Linked DNA regions of Sus scrofa: regions 1 and 3 are each linked to region 2. The links are chromatin contacts, called in public HiChIP or PLAC-seq maps. All regions are on one chromosome and are shown on one strand. The core of a region is the stretch at or near the end of the contact, and the rest is flanking DNA. Distances in the headings are between cores, read along the strand shown.

Region 1 (5,063 bases), core at 1,983-4,482, 160 kb before region 2:
CTACAGAGGTAGAGTGGGTGGCCTGAGAAGTAGAGAAGTTTGGTTGAGGTCCTGTCTCTGCTCCTGACCAGCTGGGCAACCTGGAGTATGAGGCTTCTTAACAGACCTCAGTTGCTTCCTCTCCTAGTGGAGACAGTAGTAACAAAATCACACAGTGGCCATGTGTGAATTGGAGTGTAGGTAAGAATGAAGGCTCTGGGTCAGACAGACCTGGGTTCAAAAATTAAACTCTTGGCACACACTGATTTTTTTGCTTTTGAACAGATTATTATTATTATTATTTTTAGGGCGGCATATGGAAGGTCTCGGGCTGGGGTTGAATCAGAGCTGTAGCCGCCAGCCTGTGCCATAGCCACAGCCACACAGGATCCAAGCCGAGACTGTGACCTACACCACAGCTCACGGCAACGCCGGCTCCTTACCCAATGAGCGAGGCCAGGGATCGAACCCACATCCTTATGGATCCTAGTGGGGTTCGTTAACCACTGAGCCATGACAGGAACTCCCCGATTACTTCTCTCTCTCTCTTTTTTTTTTTTTTATCTTTCTGCCATTTCTCGGGCTGCTCTTGTGGCACATGGAGGTTCCCTGGCTAGGGGTCTAATCAGAACTGTAGCCACTGGCCTACACCACAGCCACAGCAACTCGGGGATCCGAGCTGCATCTGCAACCTACACCACAGCTCACAGCAACGCTGGATCCTAAACCCACTGAGCAAGGCCAGGGATTGAACCCGCAACCTCATGGTTCCTAGTCGGATTCGTTAACCACTGAGCCACGACAGGAACTCCCCAGATTACTTCTTTTAAGTTTCCATTTCCTCATGCCTAAAATACAGATGATGATCACACTGCCTCTTAGTATTGTTATAAGCAGTACTGAGATAATCCCCAAATAAGTTCCTGGCCTGGTACCTGGCACACAAGGAGGGAGCTCCCTATAAACATTAGCAAGTGGAAAGCGCCTAACAACCGGTAGTAGGTTTTTATAAACCTGTGTCCCTCCCTTCTTTCCTCTCCACAAAGCGAGGCAGCCTCCTTGGCTTACACCAAGCAAGAGGCAGCTGGGATGGTACAGGTGGAAAGGGAGTTGGACAAACACACGGGATTAAAAAGGAGAGTGAAGAAGGAACCAAGAAAAGAGCTCTTTATCCTAGAGGAGCCTTAGTCCTCTCGAGAATAGCACCCCTGCCTTCTCATCGCCTTCCCCCAACACGCAGATGCCCATAGTTCTTCTGGGAGCAAAGGAAGCAGAAAGACCCGTGTCTGTGGCCACCGCCTGGTGAAGCTCCCATGTCCCCTGCTGGTGTCATCTCCACAGTATCTTCCTTCTGCCCCAATAAGGACTCCTGGCAGGGTTGATTCCCTAGTTCCTTCTTTCTCCCAGCCCAGCAGGGTGAGGTGGGACTACACGTAACAAGCCACTGGGCAAGTCCAGAGCGGTGGGTACTAGAATTTAGGGTCCTCTTCCTGGCAAAGCCAGGCTAGCACATCATCACCTCTAGGGGAAGGACTGGGAAACAGCAAAAGGTTTTTAGAGGGTTTCTGCCATCCTCAGCTGTAAGGACACCCAGGAAGTCCTGAGCCACTTCCTGCTTAAACTTCTTGCCTCCCCTGCCCATAACTGGGTTGAATTAGGGGTGGATGTTACGCATTTTCACTTGTGCTGGTGTTGGTTTTCCCAGCATCACCTGGGTCCCCGCGGTGAATGGATGGGTGGCAGCCTGGAGCAGGCAGAAGTTTTTTCCCATCCTTAAGTATTAGATAGGGGAGAGCAGGCCCTAAAGCTGAGAGGAACTTCAGCATGTGGACAGGAAGAGCCAGGGTGCACTCAGGCCCTTCCTGACTGCCCCCGACTCCCCTTCCCTTGGGGTGACCCTCTGGCTGAAAAAATGAGAGCTCCCAGAGCCATGGAATCCATCCTCTGAGTTGGAAGGAAAATGGTATTTAGAGAGACCCACAGGGTGTAATGGGAGAGAACCCTGGTGGGAGAGAGACCCTGGGTGCGCCTCCACCTGGCTGAGGACCCCTGACCCCTGCTCCTTCCAGAAGGGAGCAGGTAATGGAGCTCAAAGATGGGACTCTTCCCTCAATTCTAAGGGACTCCCCATTATTTCCTTCCACTGTCTGTAGAGCCTCTGGCCCTTTCTTTTCCCTCCCCTCAGCCAAGGCCATGGTTCCCAGGAGTTTTAACTCTGTGCAAAGGATTCTTGCTTATTTTTAAACCAAGGAGTTTGATCAGAGTGTAGGGAAAAGGGAGGAGGCTCGTGAAAGGGCTGGTCCAGGGACATGGGTTAGGGGAGGCAGAAAAACCACATAAGAATGGGGGAGGGGAGGATGACCATCACCTGGGCATCCAGGAACAGGTGCTCACTGCCTATAATCCTCAGGTGCAGCCTGCTAAGTGTGGGGGGCAGGGAGTTGGATGGGGGGCACATGAGGCCTTGTCCATCCTTCCCTTTCCTGAGGGGCCCAAACTCTTCCTCCTTCTCTCCCCCCCCCTTCTTGAGGTTGAGTGGGAGGAGAGGAGGACGCTCTCTTTCCCCCTGTCCTTTAAGTCTGTTCCCCAATCATCCCCCCACCCCCACCCATACACTCCTTTTCAGCTCTGGAGGCCCTTAGCCTCCAAGCTGGGCCGCGGCATCCCTCTGCTTGGTTCCCCTCCTTCCCATCCCCACAGGCGTCGGGTCCAGGTCCCCAGTTCCTCCATCCTCACAGTCTCAGCATCCCTGCGCCACCCTCCCCACACCCCGCCACATCTGCATCCCGACCCTCCCTCGGCACCCAGGTCCCGGGTCTCGGACCTATCCCTACCCCCAACCCTCCACAACTCGGCCCGGCTCTCACCTCGGGGGCTCCGCGGCCGCAGCACAAAAGGCGGCGCTGCTGCAGCTCGGCTCCGGATGCTGCTCCCGCCTCCTCCTCCTTTTCCTCCTCCTTCCCTCCTCCCCCCGCTGCCCTCAACCGGACCAGGGGCGCTGTCACAGGCGATGCTCGTGCGGTGTCCGGGAGCGCGGGATGTCAGCTTCAGCTTTCTTCCCCCACCCCCCGACCCCAAGCCCTGTCCTCACTCGGCTTGAACTCCTGCTCCTTCCAAGGCCCCCGCCCCCGGCCCCCCGGGACGGACACGCCCTGAGCGGGGGATGCTGCGCTGGAGCCGCCGGCCTCTTAAAGGAGCCCGCTGCTGCCATCCGGCGCGCTCCAGGCTCGTCTCTGGCCGGTCTGGGCCCCGCACCTTCCTGCTGGCGGTGACCTGGGGCGGTCCCACCTCCGGCCTTTAACCGATTCCGTAGGCGCCCCCTATGAGCGATCTTCTAAGCTCCCTGCTATACCCTGAGACAAGAGCCCCTCAGATGGGACTACCCCAGCGCTCTAGCATCGCTCCCCCCGTCATGTTGATCTTGACAGCCTTCTTTCCCCTGTCACCACTCCAGTTTCACCCACCTGGGATCCATTCAGCTCAATCCCCGTTCCCTGCTAGTGTTCCTGGATAACCCCTCATTATTACTCCAAGATTTCTCTGGACCATCATCCCCGCACCGAGCAAGTCCGTCGGTGCGGGGACTTGCTTTTCCCTGACCCATTCTCAGAACACTCATTAGATTCAGACATTTTTTCGTGATCTCTTTCTCCAAGGTCACAAGATTCTCCCTACAATCTTTCAGGCCAGTGGCTGTGAGACTTCGGCGAGGAGGGAATGAAGCTCGGGACCTCAACATCCGCCTTCTGCTCTGCACACACATTAGTCAATTAGTCTTAACAGGCCAGAATCCTCTCTTGCTCTCTCTTTAGCTGAGAGACACAAGACGCAAGGCAGAGGGAATGAGATCACCATGTGCCTTAGTCCTTCTAATCCTGTCGTCCCATTATAGCCTGATTCTCAGGCTCCATAGGGGGGTCTCCTGGTGTAGGGGAACCAGCTACAGAAAAGTTCACTAGAGCCATTCTAAAGAGGCTTTAGAAAAGAAGCGGAAACCGACCGGCTGCAGGGCAAAATTAAGGGTAAGGGAAGTGAAGGACAACCTAGGAAAAAGTAGTCGTTTCTGTGAGACGAAGGCCCGAGAGCCAGGGTTTAGGTCAGAGGCTGAGTGGAAACTGAGACAGAGATGAACTTGGACTTAAAACTGACTGGCCTGGCGCTCTGAGGGGCAGAGAATAGTCCCCTCCCGCGTGCAGGCAGGACCCACCCTCCCAGACCGCAAACAGCCAGGAACCGACAGCAGCATCACCCCTGGGCCAATCACAACCTTTTCTCAAGAAAGAGGCGGAGTCAAAGGGGCTGAGCCTTCTCTTGTCCCCGCCTCTCTAGGTGAAATAACCAATTGCAATCCACCTAGAGCAAGTAGGTCCATTCGGGAATAACCAATTGTGCTGCAAAGCTTTTCGTGAATATTTGACCCTGCCCCTCTAGTTGCGACAAAGATGACGCGCGCGAGCTCCTGGGTTCTGTAGTTTTCTTGGGATCCGGAGGCCTTCTAGCTCGAGTTCGCCCTTACGGCGCCGTCCCCCAGCCGCTGCCAATCGGCTAGTACGCACGCCCAGAGCCCCAGCCCTGGGGAGAGGCTACGCGGAGGGAAGGAGGCGGGGCGATAATAAAAACAAGCAAACGAACCAACCCCCAAACCAAAAACACATCCTCGGCTTGGGAAGCAATAGTGGAGGGGTCCGCTCCTCCCAGAAGGCGGTGCTGCCAGCCTGGGCGGACCACGCGGAGAGTTGTGGGGCGGATAGCTGTCCTCCTGATGAAGACTCATAGAGTCGGGTGGGAGGGGGACTGCATATCCCAGCATGCCCCGCGGTGGGCCCGACCGGCCGCGACTCGGGGCTTGGCCCCGGCCCTAGCTCGTCGGCGGTGTGTTGGGGCGCGTGGAGGCTACAGTCACGGTGGCGCCCGCGGGGACGGAGGAGGGAATGAGTGAAGAGGAGCAGGGCTCCGGCACTACCACGGGCTGCGGGCTGCCCAGGTGAGCCGCCTGGTACCAAAGCCCGTAGGGCGCGGAACGTGGCGTGGTGCGGAGGGAGTAGCGGCGCGGGCCCCAGCATGCACCTGGTCTGCGGGTTGTT
Region 2 (5,011 bases), core at 894-3,393:
AGGTGGATACTATCCCATGCTGGCCCCACCGCACCATTTTGGGCCTGCTGCCTCTAACGGAAAACCTATTAGCCCACGACTCATATGTTTTTCCCATCTTCACCGCGGTGGAAGGACGAGAACAGGACTGGGAGATAACCACTGGTGCCAAAGAAACCAGGCTCTCTGTCCTGCCACAGCTCTCCCGGGACACAGCCTGAAGGGAGGGAATGTCTTGGCTGTTCTATTCCTTTCTACCGTTTCCACAGCTTACGTTTTAAATTGAGGGGTGTTGACTAAAAGGACTGGTGGCTCTAGCCGAGCCACTATTTCCATTGCTCGGCACCTGAGTTCAGGGGACCAAAATCTGGAGGTTACAGGATTAGGAAGGCACGATTGAGGATAAGAAAAAAAGCAAAGATAAGGAGAGTCCGGGCGTTGTGACAGCTCTGAAAGGGCACGAGGGAAAGAAAAGAGGGTTTGAAAAGATGAGCCCGGTCAGGTGAAAGGCGCACTGCGGCTCCGACTTTCGCCAGCTCCGAAGAGGCGCCCTCCCCCCGCCCCAGCCACGAGACGTCCAAGATGGCGCCAGGCCCGCGCGGTTGGAGGTCACCGGCACGCGGAAGGGGCCGTCCCAAGGCGCGGGGATACCGGCGGCAAGGGAGGGCATGAGGGCCGGGGCGGGAGCATGCAAGGGTAAGGGCCTCAGAGCATCCGCGCAAGGGGGGGAAGCCCACGCGCGTGCGCGGCGCAACGCGGGAACGAGGGCCCAAGGCCTTACCTGCTCCCAGGGCAGAGAAGACAGAGAGGGGCGGGGAGGGGGCGGGGATAGCGAAAGGAAGCCTCGGCGCATGTGCGGCCTGGACTAACGAGTCGCTCCACCAAGGATAGAGTGATAGCAACGTTGAGGGTCGGCCCAGGTGCCACAGCGCCGCCTGCCAGCTCTGTTGAGGCATCCGGCCAACCACTCCACCTGGCGTTTGAAAGGAGAAACTGCATGCGGAGACCAGCGAGTGCAGAAATGAGGGCAGCTGTAAGCGGATCCGCAACGTGGCCTGCGGTTTGTTCTGCACGGCGTTAGGGATCTTGGACTGGCTTCCCCTTTCTGAGCATGCGCAGTTACATTGCAAAAAACCAACCCCCCCAAAAAAAACCTACCCAGAATGTCAGTATTAAATAGCACACAATGGAGACCGAGGTTCAGTGTCTAAAATGTGGCAGGAAGAAAATAAAGTCACAGGATTCCTGCCTTCGGTCGTTGGGACCCTGGCTTTATGGATGGAAAACCCGTTCAAGGGGCAAGGAGTCCACAAAATGTTCCAGCTGCTTCTAGTGGCTTCGCCTTTATTTCCCTCTTTCTTTTTTCAGTGATCAGCTATTAGAAAGCCAGCATCTGCGAACCAGAAAATAGGGGCTAAAGGTGATTAGGACTCAAGCGCCCTGATCTTAAACCTTCTTTCCTGAGTCCTGCAACAGTCAAAGAGTAACGGGCACCAGTGACCTGCAGTGAGATTGCAAGGGTCACCCCAGGCATGGCTGTGCCTCTGCCCAGGCTTCATCTACGCGAGATGAGATAAGCAGTGCCCCCAGGAGGTGCTCTCAAGAAAGCCTTTCGGCTTCTCCCTCGTGCCCTTTCGCTTGTCCTTTCCCCGATGGTAGGAAGTATGGGCTTCCCGGCCCTCACCTCTTCTGGGTTTTCCTGTCTCCCCGACAGGGTCTGACCGGCCCCTTTGGGGGGAGATCAGCAAGGCCTACCCATTTCCCCCCATGCCCAACCCCGGCCGTCCAGACATCGTGCTTGAACGCAGCACGAGAAAGACGGGGAAAGCTCACCAAACCCCCATAAAAAATAAAAAATAAAAAGAAAGCCGCGGCTGTAAATAAAGCCAAATCCGCCACCCTCTGAGGGGCCGTTTGTCCTCCCCTCCTTGGCCCCGTCCTTCCCGCCGCCCCCTCCCGGCTCCCGGGCCCCGCGGCGCCCCGGCCCCGAGCTCCTCCATTTAATCGGATTTGGGAGAAGGGGAGGATAAATCACGGCAGCAGCTTTACGGTCCCGGAGGAGAGGCGAGCCGCAGCCAGGCACACCCCGGCCGGCGATAAAAACCGCCGCTGAAAGCCCACGGAGCAATTTCCCGGGACCCCGAGCGACGCCATTACAGGAATGTAATTTTGCCCGGATGAGGCCCCGAGTTTAATTATCCTCGCGGAGGAATTTCAATGCGGCCAATCCATCTTGCAGGCGGGCGGCAGAGGGATTTATATGGGCCCGTTATTTCACACCGATCCTCCATCTGCATTTTTATGGCCCTGAGCTCCTGAAAGGGAGGGGAAGGAGTGGAGAGAAATCGGAGAAGCGGGCGAGGAGAGGAGGGTGGGCGATTTCCCGCCTTTCCCAAATCCACGATCCCAGCTCGATGAGGATTCTCACAGGTTCCCCCGAAATGCCCAGATCGCCCTTCAGTTCTAGGTGTTCACTTGGGGTGGGGATGGAGGCGGGGGGAGGTGAGGAATGGAGCTGGGATCCTTACGAAAATAGCAACAGGTATTTACCAAGTACCAAGAGGTGCCAGGCTACAGTGTAAGATGCTTAGAGGAGAAAAGAAAGACAGGTAGGCAAGGATATCCTCTGAAGTCCCCAGACACCCCCACCGCGCCACGCAACCTCGGAGACAAAAAGTCTACAGTTCTTGAGACTCCACGACTAACCGGTTGGTGCAGCTGTTTGTTGAGACAATGTAGATCCTTCTCGGATATCTCTAACTATCCCAAAGTTGGATTGGAGAAGGCACCCTTGAGGGAGCTAAAGCTGGCTCCTTGGATAAGTTGTCATAGTCTGCAATGTTGAATTCTCTATTACCCCCATTCAATGCTGGGCTCTAGATCCACACATTTGGGTTCCCAAATCTGTGTGACCTCAGGCAATGGGTTTAACCCCACTATATCGATTTTCCTTTATGTAACTGGGAATAATAATAGTGCTTACTGGGCAGCAAATAGTAGAATAATATATGTGAAGCCTGGGAGTACCCATTGTGGCTCAGCAGTAAAGAACCTGACTTGTATCCAAGAGGCTGTGGGTTCGATCCCTGGCCTCGCTTAGTAGGTTCAGGATCCCGCATTGCAGTGAGCTTCGGTGTAGGTGGCAGACTGGCTGGGATCATGCATGGCTGTGGCTGTGGCTGTGGCCAGCAGCTGCACTCCCATTTGACCCCTAGTCTGGTAACTTCCTTATGCTGCACGTGCTGCCCTAAAAGGCAAAAAAAAAAAAAGTGAAACTTTTAGCAAGGTGCTTGGAACTCAGTAAGAGCTTAAATAAGTGCTAGTAATAGTAATAATAATGGTTATTTTGGTGTTAGTAGTAGTAGTAATATATTTGGGAGGATTGCAACTCAGTTCTGCTCTGCTCCCTAGAGACTTTATTGCAAGCTCCTTGCAATGGTATCTCCTGAGAGACTCAACTATCACTTACTGAATTTTTTCACCTACATAAATCACACATAAGTTATTTAACAGGTTAGTGGGTGGAGATCTGTGGGGAGGGCTAAGAATCCTGGGGGCTATTGTTATCAGGTCTGAAGCCAGAGGTTAAATCGATAGGGGTGAGACTGCAAAATGTAGTTGAGGTCTGTGCGGAGGGGAGAATTTAAAGATAGCAGAATATGATGATCCAAGAGGACATTATCTAAGGGTCTCTTCTTAACCAAGAGCTTGGGCAAGGGTCTGTTCTTTACTTCACTAATGGAAAACGGCTCCAGGAAGGAAAGGGTGTGGAGCCAGAACTATATTTTCCAATCACTTCCTTTTTTTTCCTACCAGACCATGTAGCAAGGTTGGCCTGATTGGCCAGTTCTTCTAATGACTGTGAGTGGCGGATTCTGACTGGGTAGCAGTCTCCCTGCACGGTGGTGACGAAAAAATGAGATTGATCTTTTCTTTCTTAGGATTGGTTAACAATCCTCCGAGGGGCTAGAGACTCATTTTAATTGACTGGATAGGCTAGGAGGGAGGTCCAACACCTCTCATATAGAAATTCTGAGAGTTCTTTTCCACAAAGGTCACCAAGACAGAGTCTTGATGGGCTTTATGCATGTTTGCCTTTGGACTGGAAACACAATTGCTTAGGAAGAAAAGTCAAGAGAATTCTGCAGGCGTACCACCGTTCAATTTGAAACCCAAACACAGAGAGGGATTAAAGAGGGAAACAGAAGAGTGATAAAAAGAGAGAGCGAGAGAAACTGTGACACAGAAATACAAAGGGGAAAAAAAAGTGCCAGAGAGAAGAGGAAGGGTTCGAATAATTTGTTTTTCATTCCCAGTGGCTTAAGATGAGGCTACTTTATGATGCATTTTGCTAGATGCACATGTTGGCAGCGTGGGGCATGGAAAGAACAGCTGTCTTGGAGGCAGGAGACTGGGAATCTGGTCCCAGCCCTGCTAGTAACTAGCCAAGTAATGCAGGCTCCTACATCTCTCAAAGCTTCAGTGACTTCATTTGGAAAAATCAGAAGTAGGTGATCCCTAAGTTCATTATTAACTTGCTAGGATTCTCTTTCTTTCTGATAAACAGGCAGTGTGTATAGTTGAACTGGTATTTTTGTACTACCGATAAGGACTATTCTTGGGTCTTGTGCTCCTCTATTTATTTATGATTTGTGTGTGTCTGTGTGTGTGTTTTGCTTTTTTTTGCTTTTTAGGGCCACACTCAAGGCCTGTGGAGGTTCCCAGGCTAGGGGTCCAATCAGAGCTACAGCTGCCGGCCTACAAAACAGCCACAGCAACGAAGGATCTGAGCCATGTCTATGACCTACACCACAGCTCACCGCAATGCCAGATCCTTAAACCACTGAGCAAGGCCAGGGATCGAACCTGCGACCTCATGGTTCCTAGGCAGATTCCTTTCCACTGTGCCACCACGAGAACTTGTTTATTTATGATTGTTAAATTCAAGCTTCTGGGGCTGGTGAGCACTGACTGAGGGATGTTCTTTTCTTTCTTTCTACTTTTTTTGGACCACAGCATGCAGCAGCTTGAT
Region 3 (4,430 bases), core at 204-2,703, 140 kb before region 2:
GGCATTGCCGAGAGCTGTGGTACAGGCTGCAGACTCGGCTTGGATCTGGCATTGCTGTGGCTGTGGTGTAGGCTGGTGTCTACAGCTCCAATTAGACCCCTAGCCTGGGAACCTCCATATGCTGTGCGTGTGGCCCTAAAATGACAAAAAACAGAAAAAAAAAGTAGGTCCTCTGTACCTATGGCTAGATGTCCAGAAGATAACTGTTTTTACGTTAAAACAGATGCACAGTCTCCCCCCCAAAAAAAACTATAAATGGAAACAAAATAGAAATACATGTATGTTTGGTAGGTACACATCAAACTCATCTATCAGAAGAGAATGAGACTGGGAAAGGAATACAGAGGAGGGACTTTATTTTTATTCTATAGTTGTGTGTGTGAATGTCTATCATATATATTTACATACAAAAACATTACCTTTAAAAAAATAAAAAATAAAAATATTACCTTTGTAATGAATAATGAAATCTTTTAATAACTAATCAGAAGAGGGGAAAATAGTTTTCAGAAAAATATCTGGATTATAACTGTTCTATTTTTGCTTGTGAGGCTTTTCCTTTCTTTTATTAAGCTGCATTATCTGGGGCAAATACATTTTTCCCTTTGGGTGTTCCACTACCCCAATCAGATTCTACTGACAACTTAAAAGAGCACCTGGGGCACTTAATCTAATTCCCTTTATCCAATCGGGTCTATGGATGACTCATCCTAGTAACAGATTTGGGAGTAGATGGTGAGTGTCCTTTCTAGCCCTTGGGGAAGAGATTTCAACTCTGACTGTTGAGAGAGTCTTTCTGCATTCTTCCTGGCATAGTCTCTGGATCTGTCTTAATTAATTAATTAATTAATTAATTAATTAATTTTTTTTTTTTTTTGCCACACCCTGGCATGTGGAAGTTCTTGGGCCAGGGATCAAACCCATACCACAGCAGCGACCAAAGCCGCTGTAGTGACAACACTAGATCCTTAACCTACTCAGATTTGTCTTCAGTTAAAGAACTACCATCTTCTATTATATTGTCCCACTTTCCTGATTCAAACTCACTTTCCAGATTCAACAATCACCCAGGACCCACTTACACTCAGCTGAATGTTCTGAGAAGTGAGTTCCTCTGCCTTCTTCTCTAGGGAGGACACCCAGAGCTTCCGCTTTTGACGGCAGCGGGAGGCTGCGGCCCGGTTGCGTTCCAGAAAGCGCTGCCGCCGCTCATCCGGATCTTCATCCACTGTGCGCCGCCGCCGCCCTCCAGTACTAGGAGTGGGCTGGGCTGGTGAGACCTGTGGCCCAGAAGGAAGAGTTACTTGAAGGGAACGTCAGTCCTTTCCAAATTAAACCTGACGTTAGATTAGGAAGATCTGGTAAAGATCTGGTAAAGGGATGTACCAGTCTCTGTAACCACAGCAAGTCTCATCACTATGTCCCTTAGCTTCTCTTTTGTAGTAGTTCCTCATTCTGCCTCCCATTTCCTTTCAGTCTTCTCAGTTCCATACTTAGACAAACCACAGTTCAGTTGGAAACTCTGATTATTTCTGAGACAGACAGACAAAAATGAAACTAGGATCACTTTTTGTTTCTTAACAGGAAATCTTGTAGGTAGGGAAATCATAATCAAGGGAGGTGCCAGGGGAACTTTTAGGGAGACTGTGGAATAAAAAACTGGAGAATCAGTGATTTGGACAAGCAATACATACAAAGCAACTACAAGTTTTAGAAAAGGAGAAATGATTTTACTATCAGTGATATGAACTATCATGAAGACATATGGACTAGAATATTTTATTTACAATTAGTTATTAATCATCCTCAGAAATGCCCCCTTCCCTGTCTTGTTTGCTCTGTTTGTTTTTATATTTTTTTGTCTTTTTAGGGCCGCAGCCGTGGCATATGGAGGTTCCCAGCCTAGGGGTCAAGTCGGAGCTACAGCTGCTGGTGTATACCACTGCCACAGCAATGCCAGATCTAAGCTGTGCCTGCAACCTACACCGCAGCTCACGGCAACACCAGATCCTTAACCTACTGAGCGAGGTCAGGGATCGAAACTGCGTCTTCATGGATACCAGCAGGATTCGTTTCTGCTGAACCACAACAGGCACTCCTGCTCTGTTTGTTTTTAAAGAGAAAACGAGTGTGTTTTAATCTCGTTACAAACTGGCCATAAAGGACTGTCTTTTGTTTCTAAACTTCAAGCTGATGTCTCTTGTCTCTAAAGCAGTTCTGAATCCTCTTCCGTTTCTTTTAGCTGGTATGTATTCAAAGAAGACAGTCCAATTTTATAACAGCGGCCAAAATTAAAATACAGAAAGGTCAACCATCTGTATAAAAGAAACCATATAATGTACAACAACGCCAAAAATAAGTTCTTTCTAAATCTGTTGCTATTAGGGAACATCTACACGGGCAGTTCCCAAATGCCAGAACTCACATCAGTTTCATGAGACTAAGCATAAGCTTATAATAGAATCTTATATTCTACTTTAGGCCCTACTGAACCGTGTTCTCCATTATATGGATAATGAAGAGATGATTTTATTTATTCAGATTAATATGCTCTCTCCCAAAAGAAAAAAAATGGAGAGGAAATTTCAAACTCAATTTAATGAGCTAGAGGCCTTGGGTCACTGCTTCTCATTGTACTAAGGGAAGTTTACACAAATTCTCTTGTGATTTTCAATTTGCTCTTTGTCCTGAGCCAACTGGAATACATGTAAATGACAAGTTCCTCTTCTCTCATAGGCAACACAATAACACATGCAGAGAATGGAGATGGAAGAATAGGCCAAGAGAAAGACAGGAAGAATGAGAAGGAAAGGCATTAGCTGTGACTAAAAAAGAAGTCCTGTCATTTCCTCAAGAGGGAAAGCAGCATAACTTGAGCAAGGGAGCTACTGCTTTACCATTTCCAGGGACTGGCATCAGAAGGGGTTACAGGAGGGTGTGCAGGCTTAGCTTCCAACAAGAAAACTCAAATGAAAGCTTTTGTTGTTGGCCAAGGTTTCAGGCAGCATATGGTCATTAAATGTTAGGACATGTGGTAGTAACTGATGAAGCAGGTGGTGACATCAGGAAAAGGGAATGGGTAAAAGATGCAACTCGAGAAACTGATTTCAGGTGGTTGTCACCTAACCAGTACAGACAATATGAAAGCTGAGTCCTATTCAGCTTTCAAAGAAACTTTTACTAAACTGAGACCTCCTTGAAAAAAGAATTGGACTTCTAAATGGGATACCTCTGGCTTTTTTTAAGACTTTAATTTCTCCTGAGAAAAAGAGATTAAGTTGATAAGGAAAAAAGCTTTTTTTTGGGTGTGTATTTGTTTACTGAGCTATTGTTCATACTGTGACATCACATTTTATTAAAATGTGTGTGTGTGTGTGTGTATATATATGTTTTTGTTTTTTTGCTTTTTAGGGCCGTATTTGTGGCATATTGGAGGTTCCCAGGCTAGGGGTTGAATCAGAGCTGTAGCTGCTGGCCTACACCACAGCCAGATCTGAGCCATGTCTATGACCTACAGCTCATGGCAATGCCGGATCCTTAACCCACTGAGCGAGTCCAGGGATTGAACCTGCGTCCTAGTGGATGCTAGTCAGATTCGTTTCCACTGAGCCATGATGGGAACTCCAATATATTGTTTTTTTTTTTTTTGTCTTTTGTCTTTTTTTTTTTTTTTTTTGTCTTTTGTTGTTGTTGTTGTTGCTATTTCTTGGGCCGCTCCCGAGGCATATGGAGATTCCCAGGCTAGGGGTTGAATCAGAGCTGTAGCCACCGGCCTACGCCAGAGCCACAGCAACGCGGGATCCGAGCCGCGTCTGCAACCTACACCACAGCTCACGGCAACGCCGGATCGTTAACCCACTGAGCAAGGGCAGGGACCGAACCCGCAACCTCATGGTTCCTAGTCGGATTCGTTAACCACTGCGCCACGACGGGAACTCCCCAATATATTGTTATTATTTGATTTTTGCTATAAATCTAATCAGTTAAGTTGGGATGGTTTTTTGTTTGTCTTTTTAGGGTAAGACTTAAGATAGGGGAGCCTAGGGGAGTCTCCTTTGGTGTACAAAGTGGACTGAAGTGAGGTTCTGTCACATTTTAGAGTGTTTTGCAGATATGGCATTCATATATAGAAATAACCAAAAAGCAAAAAACAAAAACTGAGACCTGCTCTGTGACAGTTCTGCATTATCAAGTCTGTTTGCATTTGGTATAACACAAGGATGGATAAAGAATAGTATATATATATATACACCTGAAACTAACACAACTCTGTACATTAACTATCTCAATTTAAAAAAAAAAAAAGAATAGTGTATTTTGCAACAAACTGTTAAAAAGAACCAAAATGCAGGTAGTTGCCCAGAAAGCTGAAATTTATTCTTCTTACATTTTCCTGCTCCTTAAAAAACATATATGACTTAAAGAGTAAT

What was found. HiChIP or PLAC-seq counts read pairs in DNA pulled down with a chosen protein or histone mark.
Region 1: a contact with region 2 is called in an H3K27ac HiChIP or PLAC-seq map of alveolar macrophages. The contact joins the promoter of MAP3K12 here to the promoter of ATP5G2 in region 2. A contact is called at or near these places in 2 of 47 Hi-C or Micro-C datasets (liver and skeletal muscle) and 2 of 2 datasets of contacts at active chromatin or transcription factors (alveolar macrophages and skeletal muscle).
Region 3: a contact with region 2 is called in an H3K27ac HiChIP or PLAC-seq map of alveolar macrophages. The contact joins the enhancer-like site here to the promoter of ATP5G2 in region 2. A contact is called at or near these places in 1 of 5 promoter capture datasets (liver), 3 of 47 Hi-C or Micro-C datasets (epiblast stem cells, liver and undifferentiated spermatogonia) and 2 of 2 datasets of contacts at active chromatin or transcription factors (alveolar macrophages and skeletal muscle).

The regions. Positions count from the first base shown.
Region 1 is chr5:18,713,977-18,719,039 of Sscrofa11.1, forward strand. MAP3K12 (mitogen-activated protein kinase kinase kinase 12) reads right to left here and starts at 3,233. Exons shown (of 14, transcript XM_003126192.6): 1 at 2,847-3,233. TARBP2 (RISC-loading complex subunit TARBP2) reads left to right here and starts at 4,612. Exons shown (of 9, transcript XM_003126194.6): 1 at 4,612-4,963. The coding sequence starts at 4,911.
Region 2 is chr5:18,877,790-18,882,800 of Sscrofa11.1, forward strand. ATP5G2 (ATP synthase F(0) complex subunit C2, mitochondrial) reads right to left here and starts at 2,144. Exons shown (of 5, transcript XM_021091719.1): 1 at 1-2,144.
Region 3 is chr5:18,737,893-18,742,322 of Sscrofa11.1, forward strand. ATF7 (cyclic AMP-dependent transcription factor ATF-7) reads right to left here. Exons shown (of 11, transcript XM_013987080.2): 9 at 1,083-1,280. Among named protein-coding and RNA genes, the nearest start is that of NPFF, 15 kb to the left of the region's middle. Within about 2 kb of position 1,454, at least 11 of the 83 cell types and tissues checked have an H3K27ac peak or open chromatin away from gene starts, as enhancers often do. A contact at or near this core is called in alveolar macrophages, where this site is marked.